Regions from separate parts of the Drosophila melanogaster genome. Here regions 1 and 3 are each linked to region 2. A link is a contact called in public targeted proximity ligation data. All regions are on one chromosome and are shown on one strand. The core of a region is the stretch at or near the end of the contact, and the rest is flanking DNA. Distances in the headings are between cores, read along the strand shown. Region 1 holds the start of CG8519. Region 2 holds the start of LanA (Laminin A). Region 3 holds the start of sfl (sulfateless).

Region 1 (4,290 bases), core at 183-2,682, 490 kb after region 2:
GCGTGGGTGAGTTTCGAGGCACGGTTTCGATATATTTTCCCAACTGGTAATCCGCGTGCGCGTCCAAACGCCTCGCCGTTCGAAAGAAAACTAAACGGGCAACAGCGGCAAAAAACCGGAAAGCATTCACAGCCAGCTGTTTCGGCTACCCTTCCCAATTTCCCAATGTGCTGGGACGCGACTGTGGCTTAAGAGTCGCTGAAAAAATAGTGTTGCATACTTTTTAGCGGTCGGCGCCAATGATTACCCCTATATTTGTGTTACGATTTCTATTTGGCTCTTGCCAAGATTTTCCCGTCTAACGAAATGCCTTCCGCTTTTTTCGGGCGTCTGGAATTTTCAACCCTTAGGGCTGCTCACATTCGCACGGAAACACCCCCGCAATGGGAAATCCTCGGCGGCACAATGCGGATAGACACACGTGCATTGTTGCTGAGGGTGTTTTAGTCTGGCTGATATGCATATGGGACATGGCTACAGACCATTTCCTTAATGAACTAGAAAATATTGACCTAATATGCATAACTAAAAGGTCCTTAATTCGTTGTCAACATGAGGCGGAAACGCTAAGTAAATAATAATATTATGTTTATGTTTGCATTTGGTAGATTTTAATTGACTTTTACTGTCTGACTAGTTATTTGATACTTATATTTTCCCCAAAAGGAACCTTTGTTGAGAACTAGGGTTTTGCTCAGAACTGCGTACTTTCTTATTTAATCAGTATTTATTTAAAATTAATAATATTTTATGTTCTACTTCAATATTGAAATATACATTGGTAGAAGTTGAAAAATATAATATGTACCTGTATATTCATAATCCTTACTTGTCTGAACTAACCTCCCCCAAACGCTTAATAATTAATTCCTACGCCAGGTGCAATTACTTTGAATAACCAAACAAACTTTAACTGCCCGTCATAACAGCTGCAATCTAAGGGGCTTTTCGATAATAGAAGTAGGATAACCACACATCCAGAAACAGTTGTCAACCCACAGCTGCTTCGCTCAGCCCCAGAGTGTCAATTAAATTTAATTTAAGGCGACATTTGCCGTCAGCCACTCGCAGTTGCATTTGTCTTGGCCCACAAGAACGATGATGATGATGGCGGTTGGCTCCCTCGAAACGATCCTAAATGGCCGCAGATATAGCGATCGGATGTGGCACATCGATGGGGCTATTTTCGATGCCACCGATTAGCCTATTGGCCGAGTGAGCAACTTTTAACTTTAACCCTTTGCAGGGCGCGTGTCTGGGAATTGGGGATCGGGATGGGGGATTGGAATTGCTCCGCTCCGCTCCTCGTACTGTCTATTTTTGGTTGTTGCTCGCTCGCACACTCGCGAAAAGCTATAGACATCGGGTCGATCGGAAGATCCCCGATCTACACTTACACTCCGGCGTAGCACAGATTCCGCCGCTCTTTCTTTTCAGTAGAAATCAGTTGGCCGCGCAAATCGCACGGATGCGGGCGGGCTGAAATCCAAGAGATACAATCCCAACCAAAAAAAAAAACAAAAAAAAAGAAAATAAGCAGAGATCAGTCAGAGAGAAAAAGAAAAGGTGAAAAAGACATACTCCAAATCAGATCGAATCGTGGCGGACTGAGATATACGCAAAATTGATGGTTTAAATAAATAAATAAATGAGTTTTCGGTGCGCGTCGAAAGTGCAGTGCGCGATTTTTGTATCAGTATCCACAATAATAATGACCAATAGCATAAGACAAAAATCCGAAAAAATCTTTCGAATATAACCTGCAGCAAGCGGCAGCAGAAAACTCATTAATTTTCCAAATTTCACCCAAAACAAAAAATAAAACAAATGAACGTATCTCACGGATGCGAAATTCGGTGTGTGGCTGTAATTTTAAACGCATTTTTTGCGCTTGTTTTGACATTGAAATGAAACAACAATAACAATCGGATAATTGAAACGGAGAAAACCCACGCCAACGGATATACACCTGCCGTGAAAACAAAAATTTAAGTTACAAAAAAAAATCGATCTAACTAAATCAAGGAGCTTGGAGAACTCAGGGATTGCGATAAGATGACCACGCGTGGAATTCGGTGCAAGAAGTCCACATTGACGGAGTTGAAAATCGCCGTGATCGGAGCGCCCAGTGTTGGCAAAAGCGGTAAGATTCGAAATACCACGATGCCAAGTGCCTCCGCAATAACAACTCGAAAACAATCCGAGCAATAGCAGACGTATCCAATAGATACTTGGGTAGCATTGTAGCATGGATGCCGAGCAACAACAGCAAATTAGTTGAGCAATCGCCGATTCGTGTATATTTAGACTTTTGTTTGTTTTGTTTATAAAGTGGCAGCATACATATACGATTGCAGATATCCCCCCAATACACATACCAACACACTCTTGCAACGGGGAGTATCTGTGCCTCTTCGTGTCTATGTGTGAGTGTGGCGGCTGCTGGCACTTTGGCATTGCCTGCCGCCTTAATCGCTTTCCACCGTTTGATTTGACAAGCGGCTCTGACCAAAAGACCAGGCCATGCTCTAATTTACGACGAACCATGAGCACATCGCATACTGCACTGAAAAAAATATTAGTGGAAGTACATTTAATCAATCTTAAATAGACAAACACACAACTTAAAGCAATAAACTAACTATCCATATCACATCGTTTAAAATATTTGTTGGTAGTTCAAAAACTTTTATATAACTTTTTTAATATATTTCTTTGAGTGCAAGGGTTCAGCTCCTATATATAGTTAGCTGCTCACGAGATCACAGATCATTGTCAGCTGAGACGTTGCATATTTCTTCGATGCGAACGACTTAGCATAAATTGATGTTCCCTGTCAGCCATCACGTATGCCGGGCATCCCCGAAATATATTTAATTTGTAACACTTTGTTGGGAACCCCCATCCATGGGCTGATACTAATGATGATGATGGCTTTGGCCGGGAAATTTATTCCCGCCACTGTCAACTTTAGTTCACCCCTGCGTTATATATGTTCCCAGTTTCACATATTACCCCAGTTTTATATTATTTCTTGATCAGTGTAAGCTGAAAATACTTTCCTTCTACCCCAAAAGTTTTAAGAAATAAAGCTACAGCTTTACTTGACCTTTTCCTTTTTGAAAAGTAACCCCAAATTTTACCATTGAACGAATTAAGTTTAGTGTGAATTTAAAAGCAATGTAGGCATCCTGAAATTGTCTGAGGTCCCAGTCATGAGATGTCAACTTTGGCTTACACCTGCGCACAATATGTCCCGGTCACAACTAATTTTGGGTGTAAATAGAAGAGAAAAACTGCCGGGACCGGCCGAAGATCGTAGACAGTGGAGCCAGATGAAATATGACTAGAAAATATGTGCCACTAATAAATATAATGTGAATGAAAATAAAAAAGGAAAATAAATGGAATGGCCGGGAGTATACGACTGGGTGTGGCTTTTGTGACAGAGAATAAGCAACGCCTTCTCTTTTTATGGCGAGAATGAAGTAACAGAGTCAGTGGAATGTAAAATATTTCATTGAAGTAGTCACATAGCAAAATTAATAATAATTACAATGCTAGTAGGGTTGTTCGAAAAATATTTTAAGATAAACCCTAAAACTTAAATCTAGCTAAATGCTAAAAATTCATACACTCTTTTGGCGCACAAAAACAAAACACCCTAAAGCAAATAGAATTCCTATCCCAAAAGCAACTTATAATGGCAAATGCATATATGTTTAATAAATTTATTGCCACATATTTTATTGTCACTCCGCCACCATCAGCGACCAGAGACCGGGAAAATATTTAATTCAACTGTGTGTCTATGTCTGTGGATGCGGCGGAGCAATTAAATCGCCCACATACACCTCCACGCCCACCGCCCACCGCTCGCCGGAAAAATTCACCGTGCACACACGCACTTGGCCATATAGACATATAGCCATATAGACATATGGGCCTAGACGAGATCAGTGCCCAGCGGGCGGAGAAGCGCCATCCCCATTGCCATTCCGGCGTCGCGCGTCGAAGAATTTAAACGTTGACCTCGCGGAAAGTATAAAAGAAAATTCGGATAACATAAATTTTGAGGGAAAAGCACTGGTCGTATGTATGCGGTGTTGGGAAAATAAATGATGAAAATGTCATTAAAAAGTGGCGAGGCAACCAAGGCAACCACTAGCCACACAAAAAACGCACACACGCGAGCTCAAAAAGCCTTAAATACAGTTGGTATTCACTACAATTATATTAAAAATATAAATTAATACATTTTATTTAGTCCATTGTCAAATATCAAAATTC
Region 2 (4,062 bases), core at 836-3,335:
ATTAGTCCAGCGTACACATTACGATTATATATGTACATACATCGCCTCACAGACAAATGTGAGACGACAACATGAGATCACTGTGGGGAAATTAACTCCAAATGTTCTGCAGTAGAACCGGCCACTTTTTCATCGTTTATTTATATTGTCTTGGGTTATGTTTGCTTTTTAATTTGGCTTCAATTGAAAGCGAACTGAGAGATACGAAGGTCCACACATATACAAAGATACAGCCATGCGTTAATATCTTTGTACACAGGCGCACATGTTTGGTTTCAGAGATTTGTTTACTTTTCTGTGTTTTCATTAGTTTCACCCATGTGGAAGTTCATGATTTTGAAGCAAAAAAACGTCGATGTACATAATTCTGCAAATATGTATCTCACAAATTTAGCATTCGAGTTGCCAGCATTCCTGGTGTTTCGCAGTCTATATATAAACCAATGTCTCATATTCAGTTGCATTTTGTGAATTAGGAAAAGTGCAACTAAGGAATTAACACGAATGAGATCATGCTGAGCTGTTGAAATCTTAGCGCAATTATTCTCAAAATTAAATTCCCGACCTCGTGGATTACTCGCTTCCGTTGCAAGTGAGATAAGAACGTAGGCGAGTCCGAGGCACAACTTTTTATAGAACAAACTGAGAAACAATCTGATGATAAGACTGTAGTTTCTTGCGACTCGGGCCCATTATCAGGCTGCTCTCAATTCATATTTGTCGCATGCTGGTGTGCCTTAAGAAACATAATGCCTTTATCGCTAAAAAAAACCATTCCGAATGAACCGCTCGAAAAAGTCAATGCTCCGAGTCGGTTTCTAAGCAGCCTGTAAACCGAGAACTCCCATTCAAAAGTGTGTGTATGTATGTTCGTACATATCTCTGTGTATATTGTATGTAGGGACTGCTGACATACTGATAACCCACAACTCCAAAGCCTTCCCCTTTGCCAACAACAAATACTCGAGCTCAGCAACATTTTTTTCGTTCAGTTTTTGCTGTGTCGACGTCGACGAAATGAAAACCCATTAAAATTGTTTTCAAATTTTACGATCCGATCCCATCGGTCGAACCCGAAAACGAGTTGCATCCATCCACCGTCTCCCCGTCTCTATGCGTTTCTTAGGCGGATACCTTTGGTATCTTTTATGTTCTCTGCTGCTTACCTGTTCGAAGTTGATGGTCAAATTGACTTCATTGAATTTCATGCCCCTGGACAACGGAGGACTCTGCCACCAGGCCTCGGTGCCATCGATCGCGTTCTCTGGCGGATGATTCCTCTCCGGCACCGTGGGATCGCAGTAATCGCAGACCTACAAAAACGCAGAAAACACATGTTAGAAAAAGAAAATGGAATCCAAATTCAGTCCAGAGTATTTTTAGAGCCCAATTCGAATGTTCAACACATGTGGGGGACGTCTAAATGCAGTGCACACTTGAAATATAAAGTTTTGATTTTTAACTAAATAATAGTTTGAAGAAATTCTTAATTAAGTTGGATAACCAATATAATCGATTGTAATTTGTTATCTCTCCTGATTCAGCTTTATTTTGAAATTAAACATTAACTTTTTTTCAGTGTAAAGTTAAAGATTATCTCATCATGTGTGTATACTGAAAAGATTTTTGGGCGTTGCTGGATGTCGATTATAGTTACCTGTCCCTGGATAACTGAATAGTCGATATGATCGTGTTCCGTATTGGCTCCCACTAGTTTGCAGTAGAGCTCTGGTCCATCCGTATCCTGGCCACACGTAGCTGTGGCATAAATCTTCCTGCCCGTGGCCAGATTGAAATATGGTGGCGTTAGCTCCGCCTGGCAATAGGAGATGGCCAGGATTACTAGCAGAGCCCCAATGGAGGCCACTCCGTGCCCCATTGTGCCGAGAGTTCAAGCACCCGCGCTGCGATAACGACAGTCCTTTCTCCACGGACCACTTCCGGTTCTATCTCTTTCTTTCCCGGTTCACTTATGTATGTATTTCACTTTCTTATCTGCTGTATTTCACTTTTTTCACTGTTCTTTTCGTATTCCTTTGGTGGAGCTCATCCAACCGCACTGGATGGCTCTTCTCGAGCAACTGATGGCACCGCAGCGAGAAGTTTTCCTCGAGACCCCGAAAAATTTGATTTTGATAGTCGTCCGATCGGCTCTTTTCGTATGCCTTCGGCTTTTCTCGTCTTCGGCATTCTATACAGCTGAGAGAACGATAGTCTTTCCGACCCTATAATGTATTCACATCCTCTTATCCGTCTTATTTCAGAAAATTCTGAAGCCGGAATAAAAGATACGGATTATCGCCATTTGACTTATGAGGTTATATAATCATTTAAAATATATGTAATTGTATTTAATTTGTTCATTATATCAGCATTCTTCTTGGGTTCATCATAACCTAGGATAATACGAACGTTAGTTGCTAGGATTGTTAACTTAGTTCTATCACCTGTAACCAAAGTTACTTAAGACCAAGATTGTAACATCATTTCAATGCAGTTTGGTGCTTTTACTATCATCTCACATGAAATGTGTTTATAAGTTATAATGATAATTGTCTTTTGAGAATGCCCAAAAAATTTGACGAAAAATTCAAATTTCATGTGTGTTCCTTGATAAATATTCTTTCCTCATTACATCGCAGCACATCTAACTGGTCTCGCAGTTGGTGAGCAACTGATTAAACTGCAGCGAGAAGTTTTCCCGAGGCCCCAAAAGTTTTGGTGTTCGTAGTCGCTCGATCGGCAGTCGATCGGGTGCTCTTCTCTTTGGCACTTTAATTTAACTGAGAGAATGTCCGCTTATCCGATTTTGTTTTGCTCTGAACGTATGTTTACAAAATCTTTTCCAGCTATTTGTTTTTTTTCTCATTCGCCGGCCGGGCGGAATCGGAACAAAACAAAACGGAAAACCGGTTCGTTGTCATCGGGGAACGTTGTGGAATGGGTGAAACGCCTTCCGCTTATGAAGATTGACTTTAGCACTAAGAAAATGTATACTCTATCTTCTATTGAAATGTACTACTTTAAGCTTGAACGCTTGAAATAATCTCAACAATACTCCAGCCACAGCTTGATAAATTCATAGCGTTAAGCTGGGATAATTTCTTACTTTTAAGGGTTCTTAAATTGATAATATGGATAGAGCTTGTGAAAGAATTAAGCATTGATATTACAACACAAGCGATAGCTTAAAAGTACTGCTATTAGACACCGAACATTTTTATTAAGTTTTTATTGCAGCCTTTAACGTAATTTAATTTATATGTGCTTAGCCATTCGTGTAGCATTTAAAATCAAACTTATTTAAATGATTTTCCATTAAGCTATTGCCACCTTTCGTTTACCCAGAAGTGTAATAGCTTACTGAAGTAATTGTTGTTAAAGCAAAATAACTGCTACAAAACTCACTCAGGCCTGACCAAAGAATCGAAAATTGCGCACCTCAATTTTAGCCCACGATCGACAAAATCTTGAAGTTTATTGCTATACCGATTAAAAGAGCCAAATACAGAGACTAGCTAGCAGCAGCAACTATTGAAAATCACAATCACAGCTAAATATTGTGCAAAATTCATGACCAAAGTGTTGGGGCAATTCGGATTTCGCGTTTTGTATTTTTTTTTGGTAACTGTATTGGTTGTAGCCAAACTCGTTTTCCGCCGTTTGCAATGACATAAGTAAATGCATTGATAAAGACTGTGTCGAGTGTCAGAACGGCCAGTTCTTTTTATTTTTGGCCTCAATTGCTGCGCCTGCGCAGCAGCTTAAGCTTCTCAGCTTCTCATGGCTGTATGTAAACGAGTTCTGATGACGTAATTCGCATCGCGCGGTTCTGCGCCTTTGCCTTATGCAATACACGCAAATGAACATTGCCGAAAAAATTAATGGAAATATGTGCTTGTAAAAAAAACTCAGGAAAAAATTCGACGATTGCAACATTAACAAGAAGTTCTCGATTTGGCTTAGCCCACACAGCAGCTGCACAGTGGGCCATAAAGTATCAGATTCCGAAAAGTTTTCCATTTATATACAAAGTATTCAAAGCGATTATTTTTTTGAAAT
Region 3 (3,854 bases), core at 1,259-3,758, 280 kb after region 2:
GTCATTCAAAGCTTGGGTGTTGAGGTAGATTTGAGCCCTAAACAGACGATGCTTCTTCACAGCCTTAAGCACCTGGTTGAGATCCAGGCACATCCAATCCAGTTTGAGGATAAGCTGTTCAAGTTTGGCAGGGGAGTGTTCCAGCCAGTAATCCACCAAAGCTTGGGATATCACTGGATTAACACTATGTATCGTTTCCTTTTCTATATGCTCGGAAATGTGCTGTAAGAAAAGTTCAGTGCTGCTGTTGTGTAACTTTTCCCACAGCTGTGTCCACAGAAGATCCAGTTCACCCACGGTGATCAAGCAGTTAACAATGGCGCCGAGACAATACTCTGGTGCCCGGGCGGAATTGGCGATATATTCCTTAAAAAGCATGATGATACGCTCCTTGGCTTGAGCACGTTTCCTCGGGCGATCCACAGAGGCAATGTAGCCATCAAGTGCCAGTTGGCAGGCTTCCTGCCATCGATGGTGTTTTACCTAGAAACGATAAAGTTGAGGCTTTGATTTTCCATTTAAATCCACAGTTTTGATCTTACCAGGAAGCTTATTCTCTCTGACCAAGTTCTAACTCCAATTATATGCAGGGACCTGGCGCCTAAAACGTACAACTGGGTTCCTCTTGAAACCACTGAGTTATAACAGGCATTTGAGCCGGCTAAAGCGAAGGCAGGTGACACATTTCCGCCAGTGGCTAGTCCTTTAAACTGCGCTGATCCGTAGACCAGTCCTGCGTTGGCCATATCCATACATTCTAGTTCCTTACTGGATCGCACATCCACAAGATGAAGTATTTCCGCCGTGTCCAATGAGGCAACACACTTTGGTCCCAGCCAGTGAGCGGAGAGGAGACTCCCCTGCAGCTGGACATGTCGAAGGTATAAAAGCGTTATTCGTCCGTTCGAGACAAACAGTTGGTGAAAGAATAATTGATTCCCGCGGCCCACGACAATCACGGGGTCCACGGAGCGGGAAGTATCTGCCGCTTGAATGAGTACTAAATGCCAGGCGAGGAGAGGTAAGCAATCAGGAGGTCCCTGAAGCACGTGGTATTTGATGACCCTTAATCTTGGTCGGACAGTGACGATAAAATACTTGGATAACGTTGCCAGAGCCACAATGCAGTACTGATCCAATTCATGGCGTCCTTGGGAGTCCATTATTAGAGGTTCCACGGCGCAGACCTCTCCGCGAGCGCCGGAGAAGAGGCATCTCGATTGGCAGCCACGGATGCCCAGCTTCCGGGTGAAACTAAGAGACCACACCGATCCGCCGGCATCGGCACACAAGGCCAGTGATGATCTCGAGGTCCACTTGACATGCAGTACGCCGGTGTTTGGGGTTATGACGTCGAACAGCTCACGGAGAACATCACCCGTATGAGTGTCCAGCATGGCAACCAATCCCCTAGAAAAACCAGCCAAAAGTCGCGTTGAATCCGCATTGAAAGCCAAACTGGCCACCGCACCCTGACCATGCTTGTCCTGATGGGCCCACCTAAGGGTTTGGGTTACATCGAAGTTCAAAATGTGTCCATGCGATGTTCCGATGGCTATGAATGCGGCCACGGCACAGGAACTGGCTGCTCCGGCATTGACACGTTCCGCCGCTGAGGAAAGTTGTGCCGAGATGCCGTGTAGGAGGGTGTACCTCATTATGGATCCTCCACCACCTCTGCCGTCTGTTCTGATCGTGGAATCCTCACCAATCGAGGGCGTGGGCGTGGCATGGGGCACCGGCATTCCAAACTCGGAGGCCACATCCGAATCCGCCTCAAATTCACTGAGCACCGCCTCCAAAGTAGGCAGCACATCGGTGGGCGGTATTGCAAACTCGGCATCATCAAGCTATAATTGGATGAATCAAGATAAAGTGTTATCTAGGCCATTCCATTTTCGGGTAATCCCAACTCACATCTTCGAAGTCCAGCTGCAGGGATTCGGCCAGTAGGCTGTCTGTGGATCCTCGCTCCGATTCCAGCAGAGATTGCAGCGACGGGGCCTTAAGCTCCGACATGCTCCCGGTTCTTTCAATCCTGATCCCTCCCCCAAACTAATAATTTTAAGTGATTTTGTTTTTATCAATGAGTTTCTACGCCCATCAAAGGACTGCCCACTCGTTTGCATAACAGATGTCTTTCGGTTGCTTATCGGTTTCTGTTATCGATGATTTTATATAAAAACTTAATTTAATTGGACAAATAACAGAGGTAAAGATAAATTTTAAATTCTGAGGAAGGCGTATATTTGTTTTTGTTCCTTTAAGAAGCAGGAATTTTAAATTATTCATTTAGAAATAAGCTTATAACTGGAAACAGTCTACAACTTAATGGGAGTATAAAATTTAATGTTAAGTTCAACAAAGTTAAAAATTTAATATCGAAAATTTAAAAACTTATCGAGTGAGAGGACCAATCGACTACTCGACTTAGCAAACATCGAAATATCGCAGGTTGGACCTCACATCGCCATCTGTTCCATCGCTAGTTCATCTTTGTTTTCATCGCGTTCGGTTCAGTGCAGCGGACGATTTTGCTGCTCGCGAGGCCAGCAGATATTAATTAAAATGCAATAAAGTGTGTTCCGAGCCATTTGAATAATCGCGTAACCAAAAACAATGCGCGGCGCACTAGATTATTAATCGGATTCGCTTATCTGCCAGTTGCAGCAGCCCGTGATTGCGGGCCAAGAGCAAAACGCGAGTGGAAATTTCGATTATTGTATTGTTTGTTGCCATGCATAAGACACTTGTGCAAAATGGGCATTAGCAGACACTAACGAATAGTACTAAACAATGGCGCAGTGATTGGGACACGAAATATAAATAAAATATTTGTTTATTTGAGCGTGCGGCGCTTTGCCAAATTAATCGCTCTCTTTCTGGCATTTCCACTCTCTTCTTTACGCGCCTTTCATTCAGTCGCGCGTATGTGTGCGGGTGTGCGTGCGTGTGTGTATGAGCCAGTGACGTAAACAAATGCACAAAAGCGAATGAGTGCAAGAATTTGAAAAATGCGATTGTCGATTCACGTGCCAAAAAAAAGTAACAACAAACGGGAGCAGCAGGCAGAGAACAACTCAGGCAGCAACAAATTGACATAACGTTATTGTTTTCGGTCCTCTGTTTTGTGCACCGCATTCGCTGTATTTTCACCAGCTCAGCTGTGCAATTTCGCCTTGGTGTTGGTGAGCGCAACACGTTTGTGTTCGAGTGGGAGAGATACATAGCAAGAGAGCTAACGTAAACTCCTCTGCCAGCGTCGCTGCTGAAGTCGGCGTCGGCAGCGTGCGTCATTGATGTGCGACAGGTAAGAAGACGCCGCGCTCCAAATATACCCAATTTCCCAAATTACCATAGTTAATTACTTACATAGACGAATATGAAACCAAAACTTATCAATTAGGCGGCAGGGCGGCACCTTTCGCAGGTAATTTTCCCAAACGCACACATTCCTACATACGTAAATAAAGCTCTCATGCAGCTTCGTTTACGTTTTTCGAGATAAGGCAAACGAGTTAATGACACTCGCGGAGCAAAGCATTCTTGCACACGCTGCGTCTCCTCTTTCTCGCTCCCTCCTCTTCCCATTCCGACTTCCCTCGCACCCCCTCTTGACGCGTTCATCACGCTCTTGGCCCCAACTTGTCGATCGGAAATCGCTGGACATTGTTTGTTGGTCTGGTCGCCGCCAGTCGCGCTAGTCGCCAATCGCCCGTCGCGCTAGTTTTTCCACATTTGTCATACACTAACCATAACGAAGGAGTTACCTGGATTTCTGGCTCAAAGGGTACCGAATATTTATAATGGGTTCCTTGGAAAGGTTAATATATTTCTCGGGTCTTTCAGTAAAA

What was found.
Region 1: a contact with region 2 is called in a targeted proximity ligation map of the Kc167 cell line, with 4 times the contacts expected there. A contact is called at or near these places in 1 of 107 Hi-C or Micro-C datasets (the Kc167 cell line) and 1 of 7 datasets of targeted methods (the Kc167 cell line).
Region 3: a contact with region 2 is called in a targeted proximity ligation map of the Kc167 cell line, with 8 times the contacts expected there. A contact is called at or near these places in 12 of 107 Hi-C or Micro-C datasets (the Kc167 cell line, the OSC cell line, the S2 cell line and 3 more) and 6 of 7 datasets of targeted methods (the Kc167 cell line and the S2 cell line).

Annotation. Positions count from the first base shown.
Region 1 is chr3L:6,703,428-6,707,717 of dm6, forward strand. CG8519 reads left to right here and starts at 1,433. Exons shown (of 3, transcript NM_139797.4): 1 at 1,433-2,143. The coding sequence starts at 2,056. SP1173 (SP1173,) reads right to left here and starts at 94. Exons shown (of 6, transcript NM_168178.2): 1 at 1-94.
Region 2 is chr3L:6,215,937-6,219,998 of dm6, forward strand. LanA (Laminin A) reads right to left here and starts at 2,086. Exons shown (of 15, transcript NM_057269.3): 1 at 1,658-2,086; 2 at 1,167-1,313. The coding sequence starts at 1,879.
Region 3 is chr3L:6,493,172-6,497,025 of dm6, forward strand. sfl (sulfateless) reads left to right here and starts at 2,509. Exons shown (of 7, transcript NM_079222.5): 1 at 2,509-3,310. It overlaps Vps8 (Vacuolar protein sorting 8), which reads right to left and starts at 2,126. Exons shown (of 4, transcript NM_139791.3): 1 at 1,918-2,126; 2 at 543-1,850; 3 at 1-483. The coding sequence starts at 2,019.